2 separate regions of the Pan troglodytes genome follow, and region 1 is linked to region 2. The links are chromatin contacts, called in public Hi-C maps. All regions are on one chromosome and are shown on one strand. Each heading gives the region's core, a stretch centred on a gene start, on an enhancer-like site or on the middle of the called end of the contact. The rest is flanking DNA. Distances are from core to core; before and after follow the strand shown.

What was found. A called contact is a pair of places that touch in the nucleus more often than the background predicts.
Region 1: a Hi-C map of stem cell-derived neural progenitor cells shows a contact between it and region 2, with 8 times the contacts expected there. The contact joins the promoter of MEIS1 here to the enhancer-like site in region 2. A contact is called at or near these places in 4 of 7 Hi-C or Micro-C datasets (blood, induced pluripotent stem cells and stem cell-derived neural progenitor cells), 1 of 1 datasets of contacts at active chromatin or transcription factors (stem cell-derived excitatory neurons) and 1 of 1 other capture datasets (stem cell-derived neural stem cells).

Annotation. Positions count from the first base shown.
Region 1 is chr12:56,287,173-56,292,654 of NHGRI_mPanTro3-v2.0_pri, forward strand. It overlaps MEIS1 (Meis homeobox 1), which reads right to left and starts at 3,826. Exons shown (of 13, transcript XM_063789038.1): 1 at 3,086-3,826; 2 at 994-1,220. The coding sequence starts at 3,097.
Region 2 is chr12:56,147,367-56,152,655 of NHGRI_mPanTro3-v2.0_pri, forward strand. No RefSeq gene overlaps it. Among named protein-coding and RNA genes, the nearest start is that of MEIS1, 140 kb to the right of the region's middle. Within about 2 kb of position 2,890, at least 11 of the 24 cell types and tissues checked have an H3K27ac peak or open chromatin away from gene starts, as enhancers often do. A contact at or near this core is called in stem cell-derived neural progenitor cells, where this site is marked.

The DNA of each region.
Region 1 (5,482 bases), core at 2,576-5,075, 140 kb after region 2:
ATGTTCTGTCCCAGAGCCTAAACCACTTGTAGTTAACTCTGCGGACAGAACAGTGGGATTTAAACAAGCCCATCGCACAAGGGATCAGAAAATAAAGTAAAAAGATTATATATATATTTTTTTTCCAGCGAGGGAGGGTCAGTGTGTCCTGATTTTTAAAAAATAAATAAATAGAAATAAAAGTTTCTGCAAAGTAAAAAGAGGTTCCCAAATTCATCGGCACACAGTAGGCACAAGTGAGTTTCAAAGGATTCTACTAGCCCAGGGTCTAATCGAATGGCGGAGGAGAAAGCAGTGTAAACCGCAGCCAGAGAACAACCTCCGAGGAAGAGCACCCCGAATGTACTTATTTCTAAATCCTGCAGGTTTCACCTTTGAGCACAAAGTGCTAAAACACCTAGAAGTTTCTTAATGTGTGTAACAATTCAGAGCAAGCTCCTCTCCTTGACTTCAGTGGTCAAACTCCCTAAATGCAAAACATGTTCCCCCTTGCTTGACCTGCAACTGTCCTGCTTTGGTTTTATTGTGCAGTGGCAGAGCCAGCATAAGGCTGCTGAGTAAACTCAGCAAGTCAGAACAATCAGTGGCTTAAAAGAGATTTTCCCTTAAACTAAAAGTTTCGTTACAACACAAAGGCGCCTGCATTTAGAAACCCCTAACGCTCTCGGGCGAAATCGAGCGAGGGAGGACTCCAGCCCGCTGAAGGAGTCTGAGAGGGGACAAGGGCCCTTTAGCCAGCTTCTTCTCATCTGGGACCCCCTTGCGGGCACTGCCATGGTGGAGCAGGGCACTGGATGTGCACAGAGTGTGTATGGGGATGTAGGGCTTCAGGGATGGCAGGCCACCTCCCCAAATTATCCATGAAATGTGAATGAAAAGTCACCAAAGATGTATTTCCAATCCAGAGAACTCTGACTTTCCTCTTACCAAGGGCACAGAGAAAGAGGGAAGCATTGAGTCTCAACTACTTAACCTGCTGCCCATTGTACCTACCCATAAATGGCATCTTTATCTCTCTTTAAAGCGTCATTGACAGAGGAGCCCATGCTGGGGGCCATGGCGTTGGTATGAGCTGTGTGCGGGTACTGATGCGAGTGCAGAGGAGGCCCGTGGTTCAGGTGGTGGACCGGCTGCATGGACCTGGCTGCATGCGGGTCCCCATACATCGTGGAGGGGATGCCTACTCCATCCATGCCCCCGTAATGGGGTAGATCGTCGTACTGCATGACAAACAGGAGAGAAAGAAGGTTCAGGAGGCCAGGCGGGCAAATGGGAGAACGGCAAGGCACCGAGCTTATATAAGGTCAGTACAGCTGGGTCCTTCCACCCGGAATTCGGTGGCCTTGCATCTATAAAGCTGAGTTTTTCTTATTTTAAAATTAAAGCTTTAAGTAAAAAATACAGAATTCTCAGCGAGACTCGTCTGGGATGAATGATCTTGCCCTAACTTGTGTCCCTATCAACTAGTTTAGAAATTCAGGCTCCTTTGGCAAGAAGGAAAGAAGAAAGAAAGAGAGAAAGAGAAGCATTCTCCCGAGGGTAGAAGGTGAAACGGGCATGTCTCTGGAGGAAGAAATTCAAAATCACAATATTAAAACGTGCCAGGACACTGCAGCAAACCCGCCTAGTTTCACAGCCCCTTCACATCAGGGGGAATTAAAAAAAAAAAAAAAGTTACGATGGGAACAGCTACGCAAAGCGCGTGAATTTAGACAGGCTTCTCATTTTATTTCCCTGCCAGCGTGAGGTTAGGCAGTCCTACAAGACACTGCATTTCTTTTGCTTTCCAAGACAAACTCTGCTAAATTATACAAAACTAACTGACCCCTTATAAGTGAAACTCAAAGAAGGGTAGCTTTTCCTGAACATCAGAGCTGAATTTAGAATTGGGCAATTCCCCACCCCCAAAGTTAAAGAAAATCTATAGTTGAAGCAGCTAATATTCTATTTTCTTATTTACTCTTATGAACTTTCTTTCCAGACTAGAAGTCAAGGAGGCAAATGTTACTCACCAGGTTTAAAGCAAATTCAAAAGCAAATGCACAACTTTCCATCTTCCTCTTCCAGAAAAAAAAAAAAACTACTTTCATATTGATTGTCATTATTTTGTGTGTGTGAAATTTAGCTATTTAGGTTTTTCTAATTGGTTCATTCCAGGCAGTTATTTTCCCAAGATTTGGAGGCGCTGAGAGTGAAATGATTTTCAAAGAAAGGAGGAATTGCCACTTTCATCTCCTTAAAGCCAGAGGTGTGAAAAGAGTTTGGAAGAACGCTGACATTTGCCTGAACCAAAGGAGTAAAGAAAAATGTGTCAGCCTAGTAACTTTCTTTTGCAAACAGGGCTTTGAGGGCCAGGACACAAATTATGCAAGGAAGGCTTTTTGTAGACCCCCTTTCTTTTAAGAAACTACCTCAGTTGGGTTGTCATTGTCTCACTTTACTCTCACTGCATTTCCATTGAAAAAGGAATATGGGGAAATTAGTATTGCATTTTTAAAGTGAGTAACTGTGTGCTTAGTATTCAATTAGTAGAGGGCTTATCTAAGAGAAACTTGCAAAATATTGCCTTGTATACAAGTCTATACAAATTGAAATTACTATAAAAAGATGAATGTTTTTTGACCAAAAAATTGGCTATACTATGACAAAGTTATTTCCTTTAAAAAGCTGAATACTTCTAGTGATATTAAAGATGAGCATAATCAATAACATATCAGAAGTTTCCAGCTGTATATTTTAGTTTAAACATAACTTTAAACTTCTGATCTCTGAATGTTCAAATTACAGCTTTAGGTATCTAGCTTTAAAAAAAAAAAAACCCAGATGATTGTTTGAGCTTGCATTTTTATTTATATAGCTGCTGGTTAGGAATCTATAGATAAATAGATTCCTTTAATTAACAACTCCAAGTAACATACATAAGTCTACAAATGCATTGAATAAATCCTCTCGCTTAGGCCACGGCTTTAGGAGCCTCATTTTTTAAAAGAGAGAGAGAAAAAAAGGAAACTTTTTAGCAGTGTCTTTCGGCCACGTTTCAATTTAATCTCACATTTGAGTTCCACAATTGTTTTTTAATACGTACCCTTTGCGCCATCGGCCTCTCTGGCTCCCTTCCTACTTCAACTTCTAATATATCCTCTTTAAGGCCAGTGTGAAAAGAAACAAATATTCAAACTCCCCGGGAAAAAAAAAAAAAAAAAAGCACGACGAAAAATCCCTTAACGTCTCCAGCAACGTGAGCTACTGGTCCCAGATCTTCGGTCTACGGGACCTGAAGCAAAGCGCCCGAGTCACTGAGCATAAAAGCGCTCCGTTTCCAAGACAGCAGCGGGGGCAAAAAAAAGCAGATCTTCTCTCCCCCAAAAATCAGTTTAAAAAAAAAAAAAAGAAAGAAAGAAAGAAAAGGAAAAAAAAGAGCGCCCCTCAGACCCAACTACCAAATCTCATGGCTTTCTGCCACTCCAGCTGTCAATCACAGGCGAGGTTGTCAACGTGGTGAATGAATGATCATCCGCTCTGTCTTCTTCTGGTCAGAACACCTCAAATGTTAATATTCAAATGCACAAAGCCCTAGCGCTCGCTTCCCTTGAATCAGTCCTAATTCCTAATCAGTTTCTCTCTTCTCTCTCTCTCTTTCTTTCTCTCCCTCTCTCTCTCCCTCTTTGCAAGTGCTGCACTGGAGGGAGATTAGAGAAGGAGGGTTAAAAAAAATGTCTGTCTGAGTTTGTCTTAAAGGAGCCACGATCGATGCTGCCCGTTTGCAGTCCCCGTGCGTGTGTAAAGTGTGTGTTGCACAGGCGGAGAGGTGGATTCCGACCAGAATGCTAGAACCCGGAAGTAGTGGTGGCCATAACAGGTCGCGTCTTACACAATGCATTGGGCTGCAGCAAGTAGGCTCCTCGGCAGGGGTGGGTGCGCGAAGCGAGCTCTGGCCGCACTGGAGAGGCAGAGAGGCGCTCCATTAAATCGCACGCCCAGGCACAAACACCACACACCCAGGGCACACGCACACAAACGCAGGCAGTAGCCCGCGGCCGCCGGCTTTATTTTCAGTATTCTTTTCTCTCCCTCCCCCTGCAGACTCTCTCCCCAAAGCCGACTCTCTTGAAATAAATTGGGAATCAACGCCGGGCAGGCAGCAGCGGAATTTATTTTGCACAGGGCTCCGCGCATAGACTTCATGACTTTCCTCGAAATTATTGGGGTCTGCCAGTGTTTTTCGGGGCAGGGGGTGATGCGCAAAGTACTGAATTCTCAGAACTAAACACTGCAAGGAGAAAAGTCAAAGCGGGATCGTGGAGGAAAAGGAGGAGGGAGAAGCCGGGTTGGGAAAGCCTCTGCTAAGGAGTCCTGAGAACATGGGGTTGAGGTGGCTCGGGCTTTCTGCAGACCCAGCTTAGAGGTTTCTTTGCTGTTAGAGGTGGACGCCCGGCCGGGGGAAAGAAAATGCTAGCATTTTGTCACTTCGGGTCTGGACTCCCCCACCTCCTAGCCCCGGCGGCTCCCAGCCCCAGCCCAGGCGTCCTGCGCGAAGTAGAGAGGAAGGGAGGGAACAATGAGCTGAGCGCGGGGAATGTGCCCCCAGCGCCTGTTTACAAACACCAAGCTATTTATGATCGCCGGAAAGCGAAACCCGGCGCGGGCTCGCAGCAGCCCAGACCTCGCGGGCGGAGCCGGGGCCAGGGAGCCGCTGGGAGGGAGGCTCTTTCTCCGACCCGCTCGGGGTGAGGCGGCCGTGCGCCCAGGGCGCGGCGCGGCGCGACGCTGCCGGAGTGCTAGGCTCGGGCTGCAGCCACCGCTGCCTTTGTCTTAGAGGCGCCGAGGGGCTCCAGCCTCGACCTCTCCCGGGCCTGTAAGAACCTCGCGCCCCACTAGCTCTTTCTCCAGCGAAGCCCTGCCCTCACCACCCCAGACATCCTTCCCCGCGCTCCTCTTTCCCGTCCCCAACCTGGCTCGGCGAAACCTCCCAGTGCCAGAGAAAAAGAAATCCGCTTCGGAAGCTGAGATTTCAGACAAAAGCTGCCTGTACCTACAACTCGGAGGCTCCAACCAACCACTGTTTTTTGTTTTGTTTTGTTTTTAACTTTAACACCTATTGCCTGGGCTTTAATTCCCCCTCACCCCTTCTCTTTATTCTCCCGCTCTAAGCTTCTCCCTTGTGATTATATTTAGTGGCATTATTTTCGTATTTATATTTCTGTCCGCTGGGCTCTGATCTGCCGAGATGGCTCAGCCGCAGCAGCTCTACCAGCGGCTGGAAACCTCACATCCACAAGCAGGGCTCGCAGCTCGCTCGGCTCCGAGAGGATTTTTCCCCCTCCCTCCAGCTGAAACCTCGCAGAAAACTCCCCCTGCGGTCGACTGGAAAATGAGCTCACCCAAATCTCGGTAGGCAGCCGTGGAGGAGTGCTCGGCCAATCAGGAGGCGCCCCCGCCCAGGCCGCCGCGCATTGGCTGCGGGGAAAATCAATTATCAAAT
Region 2 (5,289 bases), core at 1,640-4,139:
AGAATGCACGGCTCGGTTTCATTGATCATCCTCCTTTATGAGATAATGCAATTACAAACATCAATAAGGGGCTGCAAGGGGAATCATTATGCGGTGACAGTGATAAATGACGGTGCAGAAATAGCATGCTTTTCCCCCCTAACAATCCAGGAGCCCAGGGGCTCCGGGGGCTGAACACAGTCGCCAAGGAAACAGATGACATCCCAAACGGCACCAAAAGAAAAAAAATGAACAGTCTTTCTTTGCCTTTCACTCTTTTCCGTCTTCCAAAGAGTTAGTTTTGGCTCAAGCAGCAGCTGCTACACAAGGCATTTCGTTATTTCAAACATTAAAGGCTGGAACGGGCAGTGGGAGTCTCCTCCCCTTTCATCCCCACCCCCACTAGATAACACACAAAGCTCGCTGTTCACAGTTTAGGACTACCTGAAAATGCACGTCTCAAAAATCAGATTGGGATGGGGTGGAGGGGCCTCGGGAACGTGGATTTGCACAGCCCTTGCGTTGTGTTTCCCCTGCTTTTGTCCAGTGGAAACTGAGTCTCCAGAACAAGCTGGCGCCTCGCGGGTCGGCCAGTAAGGGAACGGGTGCGCGTGGCTCGCCTCCATCTCCCCGCAGTGCCAGACGCTGCTCTGTGCCAAGGCGGGGGCTGAGGAGCAGGCGACTGCTGAGGGTGTTTGCTGCTGTGCTGGGTTTCTTTGGGATGGAGTTATCAATGGGCGCAGAGATCGTCCCTAAATCGAGAAATCTGGTTCTTTAAAGCCTCAGGGTGCCCTCAGCAAGCGGCTTTAAAAGGGCCTCACTGAACATTCCCCACCCCACCCATGCCCAGAAAGGTGGGCGAGGTAGATGGGCGCAAAAAGGCGTCGGGCTACCAGACTTCTGCGACGGCCCTGAGGCAGCAGGGGACTAGGAGAGGGGCAGAACCTCTGGACACTAGGTGGAGAAGGGGAACTTGCCACTTTGGGGGAGGGGAGGAGGAAGAGAGAGTACTGAGATGTGAGGGAGGCCTAGGAAGAAAGGCAGAGGGAGGGGAGAAGGAAAGCAAGCAAAAGCAATCCCACCCTTACAGGAGGTCGTCACCCCGCGGAAAACAGACACAGGGTTTCTGACCCCTGCCCGGTCCGCCTCGGCGTGGAGCTAGGGACCCCCGCTCGGCGCTCCCTGCCACACACGGCCCCCACCGGGAGGAGCGGGCCAAGCGGGTGCCAGAAGCAGGTGACTTTATTCACTGCTTCCCCAATCGGCGAGGTCCCGGGACTCGTTTTCCGCCTGGAGATTAAGATCATTGCTCGCGTAATGGCCTTAATGCTTTAGGGTAGAGGTGAGTGTGTCTGCGAGTGGGCAGGGGTAGAAATTACCGACCCGATCGATGGGAGACTGGCTTAAAACTAAATCCCTTTTCTCCAGGGCTTCACCGCCCGGGTTTCCCCTCAGTGGGCTGAGAGCGCCGGGATGCCAGGAGGCAGCGCGCGGAGGGGTGACCCGTGGGGCGCGGCAAGCCAGAATCAAGGCCCTAAAAATGCTTCCCCCATCTCCCCACTGAGACCCCCAGGGTACTATTTTCAGAGCAAAGGCGCTTTAAAGCTCAGATGTTGGCGAACTGATTGCTCAATACGTTGTTTGTTTTTCCTTTCAGCTCCGCCTAGGGAGAGAATGTTTCAGACTCCTTGGCGGGTAGAGCGGGCCGAAAAGGGAGCCCTCCCTCTCCCAGCCATCAGCTGTCTTCCTCAGGTCCCCGACCCCCCCTTTCTCGCTCACTACTTTTTCCCCAAACCCTGGGATTCCCAGGCTCCTGTAGTCTCCGCACCGTGGCCACCTTAAGTGAAACGCGCCGCTAGCAGCCAGTGGGTAAGGCATGGCATGGGAGACGAGAATGAGACAAGGAAAAGTGCCCAGCCAGGCAGGGCGCCCCACTACCCAGTTCCACGCCTCTCTCCATCGGCGTCCAAGCGCCTACCCGGGAGCTTTGCAGCATGAAGTTACGTTTTTACTGCCTTCCCGTGGGCCAAGGGCCTGAGGGTATCCGAAAGGCTGGGGAAATTTGCAGAGCTTTTAAACTGATCCTGAGGAGCTTCTGCCTAAGGCGTCGGGGTGCTGTCTACGGCTTCCCGGCTGCGGCTCCAGACTCCGGCACTCTCCTCCCAACGCCCTCCTAGCGGGCCGTGCACGCGTTCCATGTGCCCCCCAGCCCCCAGGCTCTCTGGGTCGCGCTCCCAGGGCCACTATGGGACTCTGGAGTCTGGGGCCCCCGATGTGGCAAAGTCTATTAGGAAGTCTCCGGGCTACTACAAAGCACTCCGTGAGGTTCCGAGGAAAGAGCGCCCGGACCTGCACCCAGGAGGTGCCTCTCCACAACCTCCTTCGCAGACCCCTGGTCGCCCCATCTCCAGAGACAAAGTCAACAGTCCCTTAGACTAGACTCTCAGATGGGGGTGAGGGCAGGAGGGTAAGGCAGGCGCCCGTGCAACCACCTCCCCACCCCCCGCGGCCAGAGCTGTGGTCTCGGGGCAAAGACCTGCCCGCCCACGCACTGGGGCCTAGGCCGGGACCCAGCGCATCGAGGGACTCAGGGGTAGCCCGTCCTGGCTGGAGCTCTGCGCAGTTGCCCGCTGGATTTCCTCTCGGGGCACGGAGCCGGGCCCAACCCCAGGACTGGAGCCTATACCCTTCCGCTCCTCCCGCAGACTTGGGGGACACTGCACACAGCAACTAACCCCGATCGCAAAGTCGAGCGCGAGGTCTGCACGCCGCGTGGGAGACGCGAGAGGGAGGGGGAGGGCAGGGCTTGCGTTTTTCCTTTTCAGAATCCTGCGACTTCACTACGAAGTTTGCTGGTAGGCGCCTCTGCTCCGGGGTCGGAGCCTCCCACCAAGGCTCCTTCCCCTCCCCTTCTCCCCGCCCCCGCGAGCCGAAGCAGCCGCAGCCTCCACCAGGACCCGGCCGCCCGCTCGATCCCCCTGACCCGGACCCTGCGCCCAGGTTGCAGCGCCGCCCTCCCGGCCTTGCCCCCGGGCTCGGCTGGGGGCTCTTTTCCCCGGGGCGAAACTCGCCCGCCTGGCTCACTTCAAGGAGACACCCGCTGCCTCCCGAGGAACTCCTAATACCATCCATACAGCTTTAATGCGTTTATAATTCGATAAGTGATTTCAATTTGAAATTGTTAGTAACTAATTTTATGGGTAATTTTTCCACATCAAATATTTAAGCATCAGATTAAGGGAGCCAGTTCCGACACTGGATAATAAGGGGGTTTCCCCCACTCCCGCGCCTCCGCCTCCCTCCGTTTCCTACCGAGTCGTTTTTCGAAATCCCCAAAAGATGGCAGTCGAAGCCGACTTTCCTCTTTTCCTGTGGCTCTGCGAAGGGAGGGGGAGAGAGGAGGATGGGGGAGTGCGAGAGTGGGGGGCGGAGAGAGAGACAGAGAGAGAGAAGGAGGAGGAGGAGGAGAAGGAGAAGAAAAAAAAGGGGGAGAGAAAAGCTAGACGGTGCATGGACTTTTCAGACGAATTCTTTCACACGTTTCTAATACAAGCGAAAAGCAGTGGTGAATTTCCTGGAAAAGTCCTGGCAGAAATGAAAGCCAAAAAACGTGCCTTGTGGCCTCAGGGTACGGGATGTGAGAAACTCAGCACATTCAAGCTAAATCTTCATTTTAGAACAGGAGAGGGAGAGGGAGACCCAGAGAGGAACCGACTCGACTGACTTTAGGGTCTTTCTTTGTATTTTAACATTGTATATAAATACTACACAACTAGGCAACGTGTTTCCTCGAGGACGGGACTCTGCGCATTACATAATGAGGGGAAAGAGGTAGGGGTGGGGAAGGGGAAGGGGTGGGGGCAGACTGCAGCGGGCGGAGGGGAGACTGGGGCGAGCAGCGGATGAATTGCAGACCAGTTGCCAAAACTTTTTTTTTTTTCCCTGCTGCTGCTGCTGCGGCTGCCTTTGCTGCTGCCTTTGCTTTGAATGTGGGTAACTAGGAAACAGCAAGCCGTCTGAGAAGACGGAATTTCCAACGTGTAAAATGTTCTTAACGGAACCATTGAGCGAGTGCAATAAGGCGTGAGGGGGAACTAATCTTCCCATTTAAATGTTTGTGGCAATTTTATCTAAATGAATTTTAATGCTAAACGAGGGTAATTCCCCATTTGTAGCGCGTTTACTTCTCTTTCCTGTGCTTCTAAAGCAGTCGAACATCATGCAATGAACAATAACAATAAAAATACTGTCAAGGCATATTATTCATTTTGAATGTGTTATAATTACAGCTGATTAAATATGATAGGGTAAAATATTTTTAATTTTTTGAAAAAAATTTAAATCATATTAAAAAGTAGTCTCATTCAGCCAGAGCCAGCCCCCTTTCCACCCCCCCCCACCCCCCCACCACCAAATAAAAATAAAAACCAGGTACAATTTTGTGCCCTTGTTTAGAGGAGGGCGTTTTGTTTTTGCCTTTTAGGAAACATCAAAAACACTCTCAGCACCTCTATTATTTGCCTCTTTCGGATAAGTGTCCTCAATAACCTTCGAGCTGGCTCTGAAATTTACAAGAGGAAAAGCTAAAATAGCATTAAGAGGGGAGGGCATCGAGGCAGGGGAAGAAAGGAACTGCGAAGAGCGAGGCTCTCACCTAAATGGCTCACAGAGGGGGAACTCACGGAAATAGCAGTTTATTTTTTCTAATTCCTGGACACTGCTGATCTCGATTCTTCAGAATCACCATATTCCCTAACTACTCTTCACTTGTAAACCTCCCTCCCCTAGCGCCTCTCTCTTTCTCTCTGTCTCTCCCTCTCGCCTCTCTCCCTCTCCCCACCACACCTCCTCCCCTTTCTTTCCCTCCCCCACCCATCCTGAGCCTCCTCAGGAATAAAGGCTGAAAATAACCAACTCACCCGGGCATGTACTGGGGAGGAGGAGCAAATAGACAGTTAGTTTATAAAGTTTATTATTAATTTTTAAAGTAAATAAATGGTTGTTAACTGCTAGCAACCACCTATCAAAAGAGAATGATTTCACTCACATCGACTATTTAGGTAGAGGAAGAATTGCCACTAGGTCAACAAGGGAGATTTAAACAATCCCATCTATGGGCTGGGGACGGGTAGAGGCGCTGCCAGAGATGGCTGCAGTAGGCTGAGCCTTGCTCTCTGCGCATCCACGTGTTTAGAAACAAGGCCCCATCAGCAAAAGGTGAGAATGCATTGCTACTCCAGCAGGTGAGTCAGTCAATCACACATCACCTAGTAAAGCCAACCCACAGCTGGTTTCTCTTTTCGAATAGAA